Regions from separate parts of the Mus musculus genome. Here regions 1 and 3 are each linked to region 2. Evidence: chromatin contacts called from public Hi-C and HiCAR-type data. All regions are on one chromosome and are shown on one strand. Each heading gives the region's core, a stretch centred on a gene start, on an enhancer-like site or on the middle of the called end of the contact. The rest is flanking DNA. Distances are from core to core; before and after follow the strand shown. Region 1 holds the start of Gcnt2 (glucosaminyl (N-acetyl) transferase 2, I-branching enzyme). Region 2 holds the start of Riok1 (RIO kinase 1). Region 3 holds the start of A730081D07Rik (RIKEN cDNA A730081D07 gene).

Region 1 (4,600 bases), core at 596-3,095, 2.8 Mb after region 2:
TACCACTAAACAAGTACTTTACCACTGAGCTATATATTCAGTCCTCCGAAAGAAGTCTTGAACAGCGTTCACCACATAAAGGGTTCTGTGTGCAGCAGAGAGAATGTCTTTAAGATGGCCCCAGGGAAAGATAGACTTGTCTAGCCTGATTAATTGGCTAGGTCAGGAGTAATTGCTTCCAAAGTGAGGACCTGGGGCATGGTTGCTAAGGCTGCAAGTATCAACTTTGTCCTTGACTGAAGGAAAAGGCAAGTAGGGAAGGCTGCGACGTCCTGTTTCAGGAGCAAAGAGCTCACAGTCTCCATTCTGGATAAGCAGGCTGGACTGCAGCCTGACCAGAAGTACCAGGTAACAGGCATCTTCAAATATGATAGCTGGTTTTGCAAAACATTCTCCTAGAGGGATTTGTAATCTTGGAACTGGGAGTTGGGGAAATTGGTCCAAGGGCAGGCAAAAGAGAAACAATAGCTACATTTTTGAACCTGTGAACAGCATCATTGGCAGTTCTGGATTGAATTCAGAAGCATTCTGAAAATTCTTATTTTGGGCAGTATCTGTATATCGTAATAAAGTAATGTCATTAGTGTTTCTCCACCTCCCCTCCCGAGTCTGCACAAATCTGAACCTCCGTGCTATTGGCCAGTTGGAAAGGGTAATGTAAACAGATTCAGTTACCATAATTAAGTTATGTATCTGTGTACCGAATGCTTTGTCAGGCTGCAACTATTTCAGTATTCATTCTAAGCCGAGGGCATTGCCAAAATGAAATTACTGATGACAAAATTACCCTCTGTTGTTAAGACACAGCAGATGTAATAACCTAATATTTAACAGTGTTATTTTTGAAAAAAAAAAAGATGAAGACAGAGATAGAACTGTCCTTTGCCCTACACCAAAGAAGATAACTTGAAGGAGAGTGAACCACTTTACAAAATGGCTGCATTTTCTTTCACAACTGACCTAAAGGCCCAGGGGAGGGTTTCTCAGAATATTTGTTTGATGCAGGTGCAGGAAGAGGATTAGTAAGAGGAAAGAAAAATAATATATAAACAGGAAAAACAAAACATGTAAATAAAATCTGGACGAATGAAACTGTAGCTCAGGACATGGCATGCCATTGGGCTGGAGTCTGGGCGCTTGGAATCTCAAGTTCCTACTTGGAAGGACTCTGCATGCTGTGCTAGTCTAGACTGCAGAAGGAAGACTGGGCACCGAAGGGCACTCTTTCTTCACAGGCTGGAATGCAAACTCATTTCCCATTGCAAGTCAACCCACAAGGTACAGACTCTCACTTGAGAAATGCAGACAACTAGCAAAGGAAAATGGAAAGGCAGCCCCCAGTCCAAAGGACACTGCTTAAAACTGCATCTAAATGTAGGTGGTGGAAAGCTGGGTTGTGAGTGTGTAGATCCTGAAAACCCAGCTCTTGGGAGGTAGGGGCTGGAGGATAGTTCCAGGTCAGAATGGATTGCCTGAGACCCTGTTTTGTTTTGTTTTGTTTCGACTATAAAGTCAAGAGTATAGGAGAGCTCCCGAGTGGTCTCTGGGTGCTTAAACCCTTAAGGTTCTTGGTTGAGATGTAGATCTGAACGTCCTTCGCGGCCAGGATTCAACTCTTTTCTGTGAAGTCTTCAGGTCTCATCCAAATTAGACCGTACAGTTCACTACCTGTACATTCTGTAACACCAGGGCAGAGGCCAGAGTACGAGGAGAGGGGGGTTTAAGTCAAAGTCACTCCCCCCCCATCCCCCCCACCTCTGCCCGGTCAGATCCCTTAGGACCGGAACTCCTCCTCCTGGGAGCTCATGTTTTGGAAACTGGTGGGGTGGGGCCAGAAAACATTACAATGGAGCTGGGATGGAGGAGGTGTGCTTTTATTTCAGATTGTGTCATTCGAGTAGAGTCTCCCGAAACAGCCACTAACAGAACCGAGGCTCTTTTAGATCCCCTGGGTTGTTAGCCTGGCACACTGGGGAGAGTAGGTAACACAGCAGAAGAGAGAGGCAGTGGAGGAAGGCAGGAAACCCTTCACACGCCTAGCCCGGCTCATCCCATCCACTTTGGGGTTTGCCGTGCCGATTGTAACAAGAGGAAAGAGCTAGCAGAAACCCCCGAAGGAAAGGAACGAAAGGGGAGGTGAGAAACTCAATTGAAAAAGAGGTAGCAGGGAGAGTAAAAGTCAGCAGATGCAAACTGGGAGGCCAGAGGAGGAGGAAAAGGCTGGGCTTCGGCAACCTGCTGCTAGGATTTAGACAAAGGAGGTTTGAGAGAGGCGGGATCAGATTCTAATATCTGCTCCAGGAGAGAGCTCGCTGCTGGGCTCCGGGAGACAAAACAGCCGCAATTCACACTGACTGGAGCATGTACCACAGCGAGAGCTCCCAGGAAAAAGTAAGTCCGAGAAGGGATTGGCCAAGCTTGACGGACTCTGACATCGGAGACCCTCTTTGAGGCATGCCTCCGTCCGTGCGTTACTTCTTCATAGTGTCTGTGACTACTGTCATCGTTTTTATTGTGCTCTACGTGTTAAGTTTTGGAGGAGATCAAAGCTACCAGAAGCTGAACATCTCAGACTCGGTGATGCTGGCTCAAGTGTGCTCATCTTTCATCGACGGGAAAAGCCGGTTCCTGTGGAGAAACAAACTAATGATTCACGAGAAGCCTTCTTGCACAGAATATGTGACCCAAAGCCACTATATCACTGCCCCTTTATCTCAGGAAGAGGTCGATTTTCCTTTGGCGTATGTCATGGTCATCCATCACAATTTTGACACCTTTGCAAGGCTCTTCAGGGCAATCTTCATGCCTCAAAATATCTACTGTGTTCACGTGGATGAAAAGGCAACAGCTGAATTCAAAGGTGCCGTGGAACAGTTAGTGAGCTGCTTCCCCAATGCCTTTCTGGCTTCTAAGATGGAGCCGGTGGTCTATGGTGGAATCTCCCGGCTCCAGGCTGACCTGAACTGCATCAAAGACCTGTCCACCTCCGAGGTCCCCTGGAAGTACGCCATCAACACCTGTGGACAAGACTTCCCCCTGAAAACCAACAAGGAGATAGTTCAGTACCTGAAAGGGCTTAAGGGGAAGAACCTCACTCCCGGGGTGCTGCCTCCAGCCCACGCCATTGGAAGGACCAGGTACGTCCACCGGGAACACCTAAGCAAAGAGCTTTCCTACGTGATCAGAACCACGGCTCTGAAGCCCCCACCTCCCCACAACCTCACCATTTATTTTGGCTCTGCCTATGTCGCCCTGTCGAGAGAGTTTGCTAACTTTGTTCTCCGTGACCCACGGGCGGTTGATTTGCTCCATTGGTCCAAAGATACTTTCAGTCCCGATGAGCATTTCTGGGTGACGCTCAATAGGATTCCAGGTATGTGAGAGTTCATGGTTCATGCAAAGGAGAGGCCCACAGACCTCTTTATCCACAGGTCCACAGGTGACACATTTCAGGGTTCAACCCATCTTGGATGGAAAATATTTGGGGAAAAAACAAACAATGTGTCTGTATTGAATGTGTGTAAACTTCCTTGTGATTTTTTAAAAAAATTTTTTTAAAGATTTATTTATTTATTATATGTAAGTACACTGCAGCTGTCTTCAGACACACCAGAAGAGGGCGTCAGATCTCGTTACAGATGGTTGTGAGCCACCATGTGGTTGCTGGGATTTGAACTCCGGACCTTTGGAAGAACAGTCGGGTGCTCTTACCCACTGAGCCATCTCACCAGCCCAATTTTTTTTTTTTTTTAAACAATGCAGTTTAACAATTATCCCATAGCAGTTACACTGAGTTAGGTGTTACAAGTCAGGCAGAGAACATGCCAATGTACAGAAGGGTGTGTATAGATTATGTGAAAACGCTGCACCATTTGATGCAAAGGACTCACTCAGCTGCAGGTTTTCATCACCCAAAGGGAACCTGGCACTCATCTCCCAGGGATGCTGACGGGTGGCTGTGTTTGAAGGACTTTTGAAAAATCTGCCTCTTTTAAAATAGAGATTAGAGATGCAAACTGCAGTGTAGAGTCCTCATCCTGGATTTCCTGAGTGCACAAGCTGCCCTTTGTAGGACCATTGCCAAACAGTGCCTCCCCGTGCACCACCGCAGCTTATGCCTGTCACAGTCATTTCTTAGGCCTGTGTTTAGCTCGTTCTAGAAGTTTTTCTTCTTCACTAATTCGTCAGATTTCCTCTTAGCCCAAGAGCTTTTGCCCACTAATAGGAGGGCCACTTTAACTTTTCTCCACTGCCCTCCCCCCAGCCATAGACCAGACCACTGCCCAGGTTCCCCACCCCCACCCCCACCCCGCAAAAAGTCACAATGTAGAGTGGCCAGACATACTGATCTGCGTTCATTGGCTGCTGGTCTTTTCTGTAGATGCGCCATAAAATTGAAGTCATGTGACTGCTGTAGCCTCAGGAATTACATCACACAGTAACTGTTCAGTAGGTTTGCGTTAGATGGAAGAGTGTGGAAAAGCAAGTGTTGTGTGAATGAAGGGCAAAATATGGGGCTTTACTATGTTTGAACTCAGGCAAGTATCATTGCATTGTGTGATACACACATACACACACATACACATATATAACACATGCA
Region 2 (4,430 bases), core at 737-3,236:
ATTTATCTGCTGAGAAATGGAACCAGGAAAACATTAGGTCTGCTTTCTGTAATGAAACGATTATTTCTGTAAGACCAGAAAACTGCAATGTACAGTAAAAAAAACTCTGCAGTTCATAATGAGAAGTCCAAAGCCTTGGGAATAAAATTTTCATTTCCTGGGAGGCACACTGGGTTCCCCAGGAGTTGCTGACAATGGGCCTTCAGTCAGATGGCCCTGACTTAGGGAGGCTAAGTCTGGAACTGCTGGAGGCCACCTAGCTGGAGGAGATAACAAGGCCAGAACAGAGCTGGTTTCCAAAATTCTTTGGTCTCAGCAATTACAATGAAACTAGGTTAACAACCAATCAGAATTGTACTAATGTTACTGCGTTGCCCCCCTATTGGAGGTTACCTAATCCTTCTGGAAAATTCTCTTAGCCCTCCATTAAAGGGGTCCATGAGCCCCTCAGGTGGTTGCCGTTTTGATAAATGGTTGGCCCCTGAATGCTGGTAATTTCTTCAGTAAACACTCTTCTTGCCTGTGCATCCTATTTGAGTCTGGGGTCTTCCTTCAGCTATTCTTGGACCCTAACAGGAACATATAAGTTTCAAATCTGAACAGAGGTATTTCAGGCAGTTTGCTGCTGTGAGTTGGTATAGTGGTGAGAACAGTGAAAGCTGTGTGAAGTTATCATGGGTGAATATTGCCCGAAATTTGTCAGATTCACCCCACCGTTTAAATTATGAATCAAGTTTTGGGTGTGGAGAATTTATCATGACTCTCCCCACCCCATTATGGGGCCATGATCTTTAGTTAAGAAACTCTGGTCTACACAGTTAAAACACAGGCTGAAAATACCCCCCATTCTAGTGGCATATTATCAGATTGTCTCAGTCTATCCTTAGTACCTGTCTGCCTGGATGACTTTGTTAGATTACTTATTTACTGAAGACGTTTTCAAATCGATGTCATCATTTGGTAAACTGTAAAAAACCAAGTAGGCTAAGGAAGCTAGGCAGGGCTGCTGGAGGACTCAACCTTGGGCTCACCTTTCCCGTCCTGCAAATAAACACTACCTGTTCGATGACAGGGATGTGTTAGTGCCTTAAATCACTTTCCAAACGCAAAATGTTTCTTTTCCATGGGCCTGTGACTTGCAACTACACTTTAAAAAATGTATGTGCCTGTTTAGTATACCCGTGCCATGTGTGTGTAGGATCCTCTGGAACCGGAATTATAGTAGTTGTGACTGGCCCAACCAGGTGCTGAACCAAGCCACCACCACCCAGGCTTGGTTAGCCATTCTACCTAAATCCATTGTTTGTTTGTTTGTTTTTTTTTTTCTTTTCTTTTTCTTCTTCTTCGAGGAAACAGGGTCTCTCTGTGTAGCCCCTCCTGTCAACAGGTTGGCCTCAAACTCAAGAGATCCGCCTGCCTCTGCCTCCCAAGGGATGGGATTAAAGGCGTGTGCCACCACCGCTCGGCTTGAGTTAAAACCGTTTGAAGATAATGAGGGCTTGTGAGATGGCTGAACAGGAAAAAGCGCGGACGACCAGAGTTCGGTTCCCGGAGCCCAAGGTGGAAGGAGTAAGCCCTCAAGTTATTCTCTGAACTTCACTCACGGAGCACGCATACACAAGCGCGCGCTAGATAATACTTAACATTTTAACATTTAATAAAGGCAGAAAGAGGTGTCACAAGAGTTCCTGCCAAACGCAAAAAAAAACCTTGAACTTCCCAACTTAAAAAAAAAAAAACAACAAAAACCAACCACTTGTATCATTGCATCTCAAAACAACGCACCAACGTTTCTAGAGAGCAAAAGTGTGCTCACTTCCATGATCCATCGAGCTTCTGTGACTCAGGCTAAGGATTCCGGGTTTCCTCCCGGCACACCGGCTCCGCGGGAGGGAGAACACCTTCCAACCGTCCCCACCGAGGGCACCAACTGGTGCGTCGCAGGGCGCTCGAACGCCCCAGTGTGACGTCCTCCGGACCGCACCTGGGTCCAGAGGAAGAAGGTCAGAGGACGCAAGTCTTCAGGAGCAGCCGGAGGAAAAAAAAAACAGGCTGACTTCCTATGACCGTAAACGCCATGGTGGAGCAAGAACGAAAGGCTGGGGAGCAACAAGAGCTACACATCCCACGCTACAAACAACGCACCACGCCCACTTCACATCGCGGATTGGTCTTTCCCGGCCACCGTCACGCGCATGCTCCCTGAGGGCACTAGGGTTTGGAGAGGCCCTGCTGGTGGCATACTTCCGGCGTTGCACTTCCGGCCTGTTGGTGGCCGCGTTTGCCGAAACCCTGTATCCTGACACCCCGGTGGCGCCTGGTCGTTGCCTTCTTGGGCCTGGCGGTTGCCGAGGGATTTGAGGGGCGGGAATCGCGGAGACGCGTTTGGATCCTCTAGGTGGGAAGCAGGCTCTTCCGATCGCGGCCTCAGGGGCGCCGAAGGCTCACACCCCTAGCCATGGACTGCAGTCTGGACAGGATGGCTTCGGTGGTCCCCGGGCAATTTGACGACGCGGATTCCTCAGACAGGTAGGCGGCCGGTGGTGACACAGGGACTCCTCCGATTCCGCCAGCTCCACATTGGGCTCGGGGAGCTGACAGCTGACGGCTTTGGATTTTTCTCGGGGTGAGCAGCTTGTGAAAGCTACCTACCTGTCAGTGGGTCCCGGGACGTTTAGCAGAGAAGCAAGAGTTGGGGACCACTGAGGAAGGTGGGCCTTTTTTTTTTCCTTTCTTTTCTTCATACAGGCTTCCATACACAGTGAGCAAAAGTTTTACCTCTGCGAGTATGATGAACAAGACAAATCAAGTCACTACTGTCTTTTTGGAAAGGAGGGCAAACCAAGAGGCTAGCACCTACAGCGTAGCGGAGAGAATTGAGGCAAAAAAGGGAGGCCAGCCAGGTCGAGCCTTCCAAGTGACTGTGAGGAGTTAAGATCCTGTTCAGGTCTTACAGGCCAGAGGAGGGCTTTTGCAGCGACAGAGCATCCGTCATTTGATTTATGAATTAAAGGAACTGGTGAGTCATGTAGAAGATGTTCGTAGAGAGGAGTGGAGCAGAGAATCAGTAAATAAATAAATAACCAGCTTCAAACCGGATGGCTCCTAGAGCTGCTGTCGTAGAACGACTTCGAGGTAGCAGTGTTGAGGTTTTGTGGTGAAATTGGATGTGAGGTCCAAAAGCAAGCAGTGACGGAAAACTTCCCGTTCAAAAGAAAAGAGAATTTACACATAGCCATTTTGAAACAACAAAGAGTTTTGCGTACCTTATAGTCAGGAAGATTTTATTCATCAATTGTGAGCGGTTGTGATAAGTATATATATTGACCACTCTGTGTGTCAGATCGAGTGGTAGGGAAATATTGGTGACTACCGTTTTGATTGCCACAGGGGTTGGCCTCTGCTAGGGGAGATAGATATTCACACGAGGTAAATTATTTGAATTAAAATTGGTGAATAGTACAAAGGAAAAAAATGAGTGATCAATAACATATGGTAAATAGAGGGTAAGTAGGGCTTAGCCGGAGATGTTGGAGATTTCCAGCCTTCCACTGAGGAATGGGCACATCATCTCAGAGAAATCCTTACGGAAGCGTTTAAGTGGGAAGAAGGGACAAGCTTACTTTGCCCACAGGCCCCATACACGCAGGATATTGTGAGACTGCACCCATGGTCCTCTGCTGGATCTGATTTTGCCATTGCACCAATCCAGAGACATTTTTATATGTCACACCTGGGCTGAGACACTAGTGGTATCTGGTAGGTAGTTCCGCATAAGACAACCTCACAGCAGAGGATTGACTAGTTGAGAGCATTCACATAGTTGTGCCTTTAACATACCTGTCTAGATTATTAGATTTGTAAGTGAAGAGTAATTTATGTATGATACTTATGAAGCCCTAGTAAACTGCAGCTATCAAATGATAGTCTCCTTCCTACTCATGCCCGTGGGCATTTAAAGCCCTGTGGGCTGTAGCCAATTAATAAATTGGAGTTGACGACTGAACTTATTTAAGACCCATTGGGGGCCAGGTGTGGTGGTACAGCGTCTTTAATCCCAGCACTCTAGAAGCAGAAGCATCTGATATTGATGATTTCAAGGTCAGCTCTAGCTTCATAGTGTCTTCAGGGCAGCCAGACCCAACAGGGAGCTCTGTCTCAAACAAGACTAAACAACAAAGGGGAAGGGGGTGGGAGAGGCGGGGCGGCCTGAGGTGCTGGGGATTAGGTCTGTGGCAGAGTGATTACCTAGAGAGGGAAAGGCTCTGGGTCCTCAGAACTAGAAGAAAAAAAAATGGCTCTTTTTATGGTCAGGTGAGGTACACACATCTTTAATCTTAGCACCTGGGACACAGAGGCAGGAAAGGTCAAAGCTAGCAACACTGAATTGAATTTTATTGAATTTGGTGGTAAATATGTTTTGTTTGGAA
Region 3 (4,682 bases), core at 407-2,906, 3.0 Mb after region 2:
ATACCCGCACTTATATTTCTCCAACAGCAGCTGGTATTTCCCTGGTGGTAATAAGGGGGCGAGGCGCTTCCAGGAACAATAGGGTAAATAAACCACAGGGTTCTGAAGCAGTTTTACTCATCCCCCACCCCCATTTTTTTTGATATGATTACTATTGCATTAAAATGAGTATGACCCAATGTAAACTGTAACACACCATGTATGGACAAGATGAGACTTTTCACTTTGTTCCAAGCTAAGGAGACATGTTCCAACTTTAGTGGTTCTCTGGTGAAAATGATTAACATGCTCAGGACAACTTAGCAATACCTGGAGATAAATTAAGTAACACAAGGGTTGCAAGTGGAATAGCCCAAACTGGAAGAGCCTTTACACAATTGAAAAATCATCAAAACACCCAAAGTCAAATTAATTACTTCCCCCTATACTCAAGCAAAAGAGGCTGTGTCGACAATTTGCAGCCTTAGAGAACAAGTGTTTGGAAACAATGTCTAAGCACTTAAGAACTCCATTAATTCACAGGCCTGTGTGAAGATCTGACATAAGCACCAACCCACCCGCTTTGACATATGCACTCATCCCTGACCCCGCCTAAAGAGAAAGGAAAAAAGGATATTATTGCTTTCATTAACCTCTGCACCTCCCCCCCTTAAAGATTTATTTATTTATCTTTATGCATAGGAGTACACCACCATTGCTTCCTTCAGACACACCAGAAGAGGGCACTAGACCCCATCACAGATGTTTGTGAGCCACCATGTGGTTGCTGGGAAATGAACTCAGGACCTCTGGAAGAGCAGACAGTGCTCTCAACCGCCTAGCTATCTCTCCAGCCCTGCACTTTGTCCCTTAACTCGGGTAGAGATGTAGCCACTGTCCTCCTCCCTCAAGACAAATCTTTTTTCCTGTACCATAGGTCAGCACATGGCCAGTCTGATTAGATACAAGAAGCCAGTAGGCAAGAAAAGCTGAGGAGATGGACGGCTTGCCTGCAGGCGGGACACGGACTGGCAGGCCCGGGCTCGCAATCCAGCGAGGGGACACTGCCAACTCCGGGTCCCGCGAGCCCTGACCGTCCCCGGGCCGACCCTAATCTGCTCTCTCTCGGCACGAAAACAAAACCCTTTGCTTGTGATCCGAGCCATGGGGAAGCTGCAGGAGGAAAACGGGTGCAAGGAGGCGCCAGGCTGGGCGACGAAGTGAGACTGGCTGCAAATAAGAAAATCATAGTTAATCCCAGCACCCGGGAGGCAGAGGCAGGCGGAGCTCTGAGTTCGAGGCCAGCCTGGTCTACAGAGTGAGTTCCAGGACTGTCAGGGCTACACAGTGAAAGCCTGTCTTCAAAACAAAACAAAACAAAACAAGAAAAGAAAATCATAAATGGAGGAAATGCATTCCGGATCCCCAAATCACAGCAACCCTCCAGGAACTACAAGGGTTGTCTAGACAACCGCTGGCCACCGGAGCCGGAAGTGGGCCCGCCCCTTCCTTAGGCGCGCCGGAAGTTGGGGCTTCCGGGGAGAAGTTCCCTCCCATTTCCCAAGGCCGGCGGAGCCCACGGCTTCCCAGGACTTGCCTGCTTGACACAACTTTTCTTTCTCTCTGCTCTGAGAGCCTCCTCCCGCGGCTTCCTTCCTTAAGCTCGTCGCAGAAGGGTCACGTGACGTCCCACGTAACGGAGGACGGAGCGCGTCCTCCGTTATTGCCATTTGCAGGCGCCTAAAAGGTGCCCCCGGGCGGTGACGTATAACTCGCGCGCCGGCTGAGGAAGGGAAGGGCCAGCCTCCGCAGCCATCGGGTCTCCACGCCGGCGTCTCTTGCCCGGCACGAGTGCTGCGGAATGGAGCTGGTCGCCGGCAGCTACGAGCAGGTCCTGTTTGGGTTCACGGTACAGCGCGGGCCCGCGAAGAGTGGCCATCAGGAGGTGAGGCAGCGCGAGCCCCGGGGCTGCGGGGGACAGGCGGGCTGGTCCTTCCGGGGCAGGACCGTGGAGGTTGTTATTTATCGCTGGTTCTCTATGGGTCTTGGATGGCGGACTTTGTTGGAAAACGGACAGGTTTATGCAGCTAATCCCAGCTCTCGAGAGGTTGAGGCAGGAGGAGAGTGAGCTCAGAGCTTGTGTGGAAAGATCCTGCTCTTTACAGAGTAGAGGCTTCTCAGAATTGAAATAATATTTACTTGCTATAGTAGATAAAATGTCTACAGTAGGTAACGAGGAATGTTCATCTCTGTCGGGAGTGGATGAATGGCTGCCAGAAGTGGTTGGGGCCAACGTAGGGAGGTGACGGAGAGAGGAGGGCTAATGCTTGCAGAAATGAAGTTTGATGGGAGGAATGACTGATTGCTTTTTTTTTCCTTGAAAGGTAACTATAGTTGACAGCATTAATTGTGTATTTTAAACTAGCTACTACAGCGTATTTTGAACCAGCTCAAAAGGGGTTGCCTTTTTCATATCTGATCTATGTATGCATTCAAATATCCCATTGTGCTCCATAAATATATACAGTTATTATCTGATAATTTAAAAGGTTAAGAAAAACCTTAAAGCATTCCTAAGGCATGAAAAAATAAGGTGTGCATTTAAGCTGACAATGATTGTAGTTCTTAAAGTTCTAATGTAAAAATAACTTCACCTTTCACTGAGTTTCTGTCCTGATTAACAAACTACTATAGGACTGGAGACATGACTCAGCGGTTAAGAGCGCTGGCTGGACTGGAGACATGGCTTAGCGGTTAAGAGCACTGGCTGTTCTTCCAGAGGGTCCTGGTTCAGTTCCCAGCACCTACACGGCAGCTCACAACTGTTTGTTAACTCCTGTTCGAAGGGATCTAATATCCTCCTACAGGCATACATACAGTCAAAACACCAATCTACATAAAATAAAAATACATTATACACAAAAGAACTACTACAGCTGGCCTGGGATGAAGAAAGTGATGCAGATTCACTGTTTATCGTCCACCTACTGTGGGTAGGGCGAAAGGTGCCAGAGGTGTGAGCCCTGCTGTTGTGGCCTTCTTGGTTGAAGGGATGGTGAACAAGCGAAGAGAGAAACACATGGAGGTTAAGTGTAGCACAGTATGAAATTTATTTTTGTCTGGTATGGCAAGAAGATACAGGTAATTGCCAACATAGTAGTCAGACAGTAAAGGGGATTAGAAGTGTCATCTATCAGGGCAGTGGCCCCACCCGTAATCCCAGCACTCAGGAGGCAGAGGTAGGCGGATCTCTGAGTTCCAGGACAGCCTGGTTTACACAGAGAAATTCTGTCTTGAAAAACAAAAAAGAATGATTATTTCTTGAACAGTTCTACTTATCACTTACTGATCTGTTTTGTCGAAAATTCCTTAGTGCCTGTTGTGGTTGGGTTTCTCCCTCCCTCCCTCTTTCTTTCTTTCTCTCTCTCTCTCTCTCTCTCTCTCTTTCTTTCTTTCTTGGTTTCTCCCTCCCTCCCTCCCTCCCTCCCTCCCTCCCTCCCTCCCTCCCTCCTTCCCTCCCTCCCTCCTTCCCTCCTTCCTTCCCTTCCATATACATAAGTACACTGTAGATGTTTACAGACACACCAGAAGAGACCAGAAGAGGGCATTGGATCCCTTTACAGATGGTTGCGAGCCACCATGTGGTTGCTGGGAATTGAATTTAGGACCTCTGGAAGAGCAATTAGTCCTCGTAGCCTCTGAGCCATCTCTTCAGTGCATGGTTGGGGTTTCTTTAGTATACTCATTCCAGATATACAGCAGCCCTGAGACTGATACAACCATTCTCATTTTATAGATGAACATTTGGGAGGTTCATAGGGCAAGAGACACTCCAGGCGTCATGGTTTGTGAGTCCGACATGTCAAGATGGTCCCCAGGCTTATGCTGTTAACAGTTCCAGGTGCTGCTTCTAAACCCAGCCAGTAGCCAGCATAACCAGTATCACATACATTACATAAATATGTAATCTGAACAGTGCTTTGACATAAGCTGTAACGTGTTTGAATCAGGTGGCTCATATCTGTAATCAGGAGGCTGAGGCAGGAGGATTCAGTTTAAAATTTAGGCCAGCTGTGCTGCATATGTATTTAATCCCAGCACTTGGGAGGACAGTCATAGCTACAAAGTGAGACCCTGTCTCACAGGGCGAGGCGGGGGGATGGGGGTGAAGGGGGGAGAGAGAAGAGAGAAGGTGAGAAGAGGCGAGGGCTAGAGCGAAAGAAACTTAAAAGTATGACCATAACTACCATTGTGTCTTGACTGAAAGGAGGCCTGTTGCTCCTGACTAATGAATGGACTATCTGCTCTTATAGTTCTTTTTTTTCTTTTTAAGATTTATTTATCTATTATATGTAAGTGCACTGTAGCTGTAGTCACACACACTAGAAGAGGGTGTCAGAGCTCGTTGCGGATGGTTGTGAGCCACCATGTGGTTGCTGGGATTTGAACTCAGGACCTTTGGAAGAGCAGCCAGTGCTCTTAACTGATGAGCCATCTCTCCAGCCCTCCTATAGTTCTTTAAGGTGTGATATGTAGTGATTAACTTTAAAGTAGAGAACTTTGCTGGTTGGTTTTGGTTTTGAGTTTGTTTGGTTAATAAATTTTCTCTTGTAACTCCTTCCATTTGAAGAGCGCTGCATGTGTGTGCGTGCCTTCTCCTGTTCTTTGTACTGATCCAGTCATCATTCTCAAACCAGAAGTGT

The links. Hi-C and Micro-C count contacts between places; a contact is called where the count stands out from the background. HiCAR-type assays count read pairs that join an accessible place to other places.
Region 1: a contact with region 2 is called in a HiCAR-type map of astrocytes, with 5 times the contacts expected there. The contact joins the promoter of Gcnt2 here to the promoter of Riok1 in region 2. A contact is called at or near these places in 1 of 39 promoter capture datasets (embryonic stem cells) and 1 of 115 datasets of contacts at active chromatin or transcription factors (astrocytes).
Region 3: a Hi-C map of B cells shows a contact between it and region 2, with 6 read pairs. The contact joins the promoter of A730081D07Rik here to the promoter of Riok1 in region 2. A contact is called at or near these places in 3 of 39 promoter capture datasets (cranial neural crest, embryonic stem cells and hippocampal neurons), 2 of 484 Hi-C or Micro-C datasets (B cells and CD8 T cells) and 2 of 115 datasets of contacts at active chromatin or transcription factors (astrocytes and extraembryonic endoderm stem cells).

What each region holds. Positions count from the first base shown.
Region 1 is chr13:40,884,913-40,889,512 of GRCm38.p6, forward strand. Gcnt2 (glucosaminyl (N-acetyl) transferase 2, I-branching enzyme) reads left to right here and starts at 1,846. Exons shown (of 3, transcript NM_008105.3): 1 at 1,846-3,373. The coding sequence starts at 2,455.
Region 2 is chr13:38,035,003-38,039,432 of GRCm38.p6, forward strand. It overlaps Riok1 (RIO kinase 1), which reads left to right and starts at 1,987. Exons shown (of 17, transcript NM_024242.3): 1 at 1,987-2,529. The coding sequence starts at 2,459. It overlaps Cage1 (cancer antigen 1), which reads right to left and starts at 1,935. Exons shown (of 13, transcript NM_027724.2): 1 at 1,817-1,935.
Region 3 is chr13:40,999,490-41,004,171 of GRCm38.p6, forward strand. It overlaps A730081D07Rik (RIKEN cDNA A730081D07 gene), which reads right to left and starts at 1,657. Exons shown (of 5, transcript NR_155347.1): 1 at 1,577-1,657. It overlaps Pak1ip1 (PAK1 interacting protein 1), which reads left to right and starts at 1,521. Exons shown (of 10, transcript NM_026550.3): 1 at 1,521-1,924. The coding sequence starts at 1,841.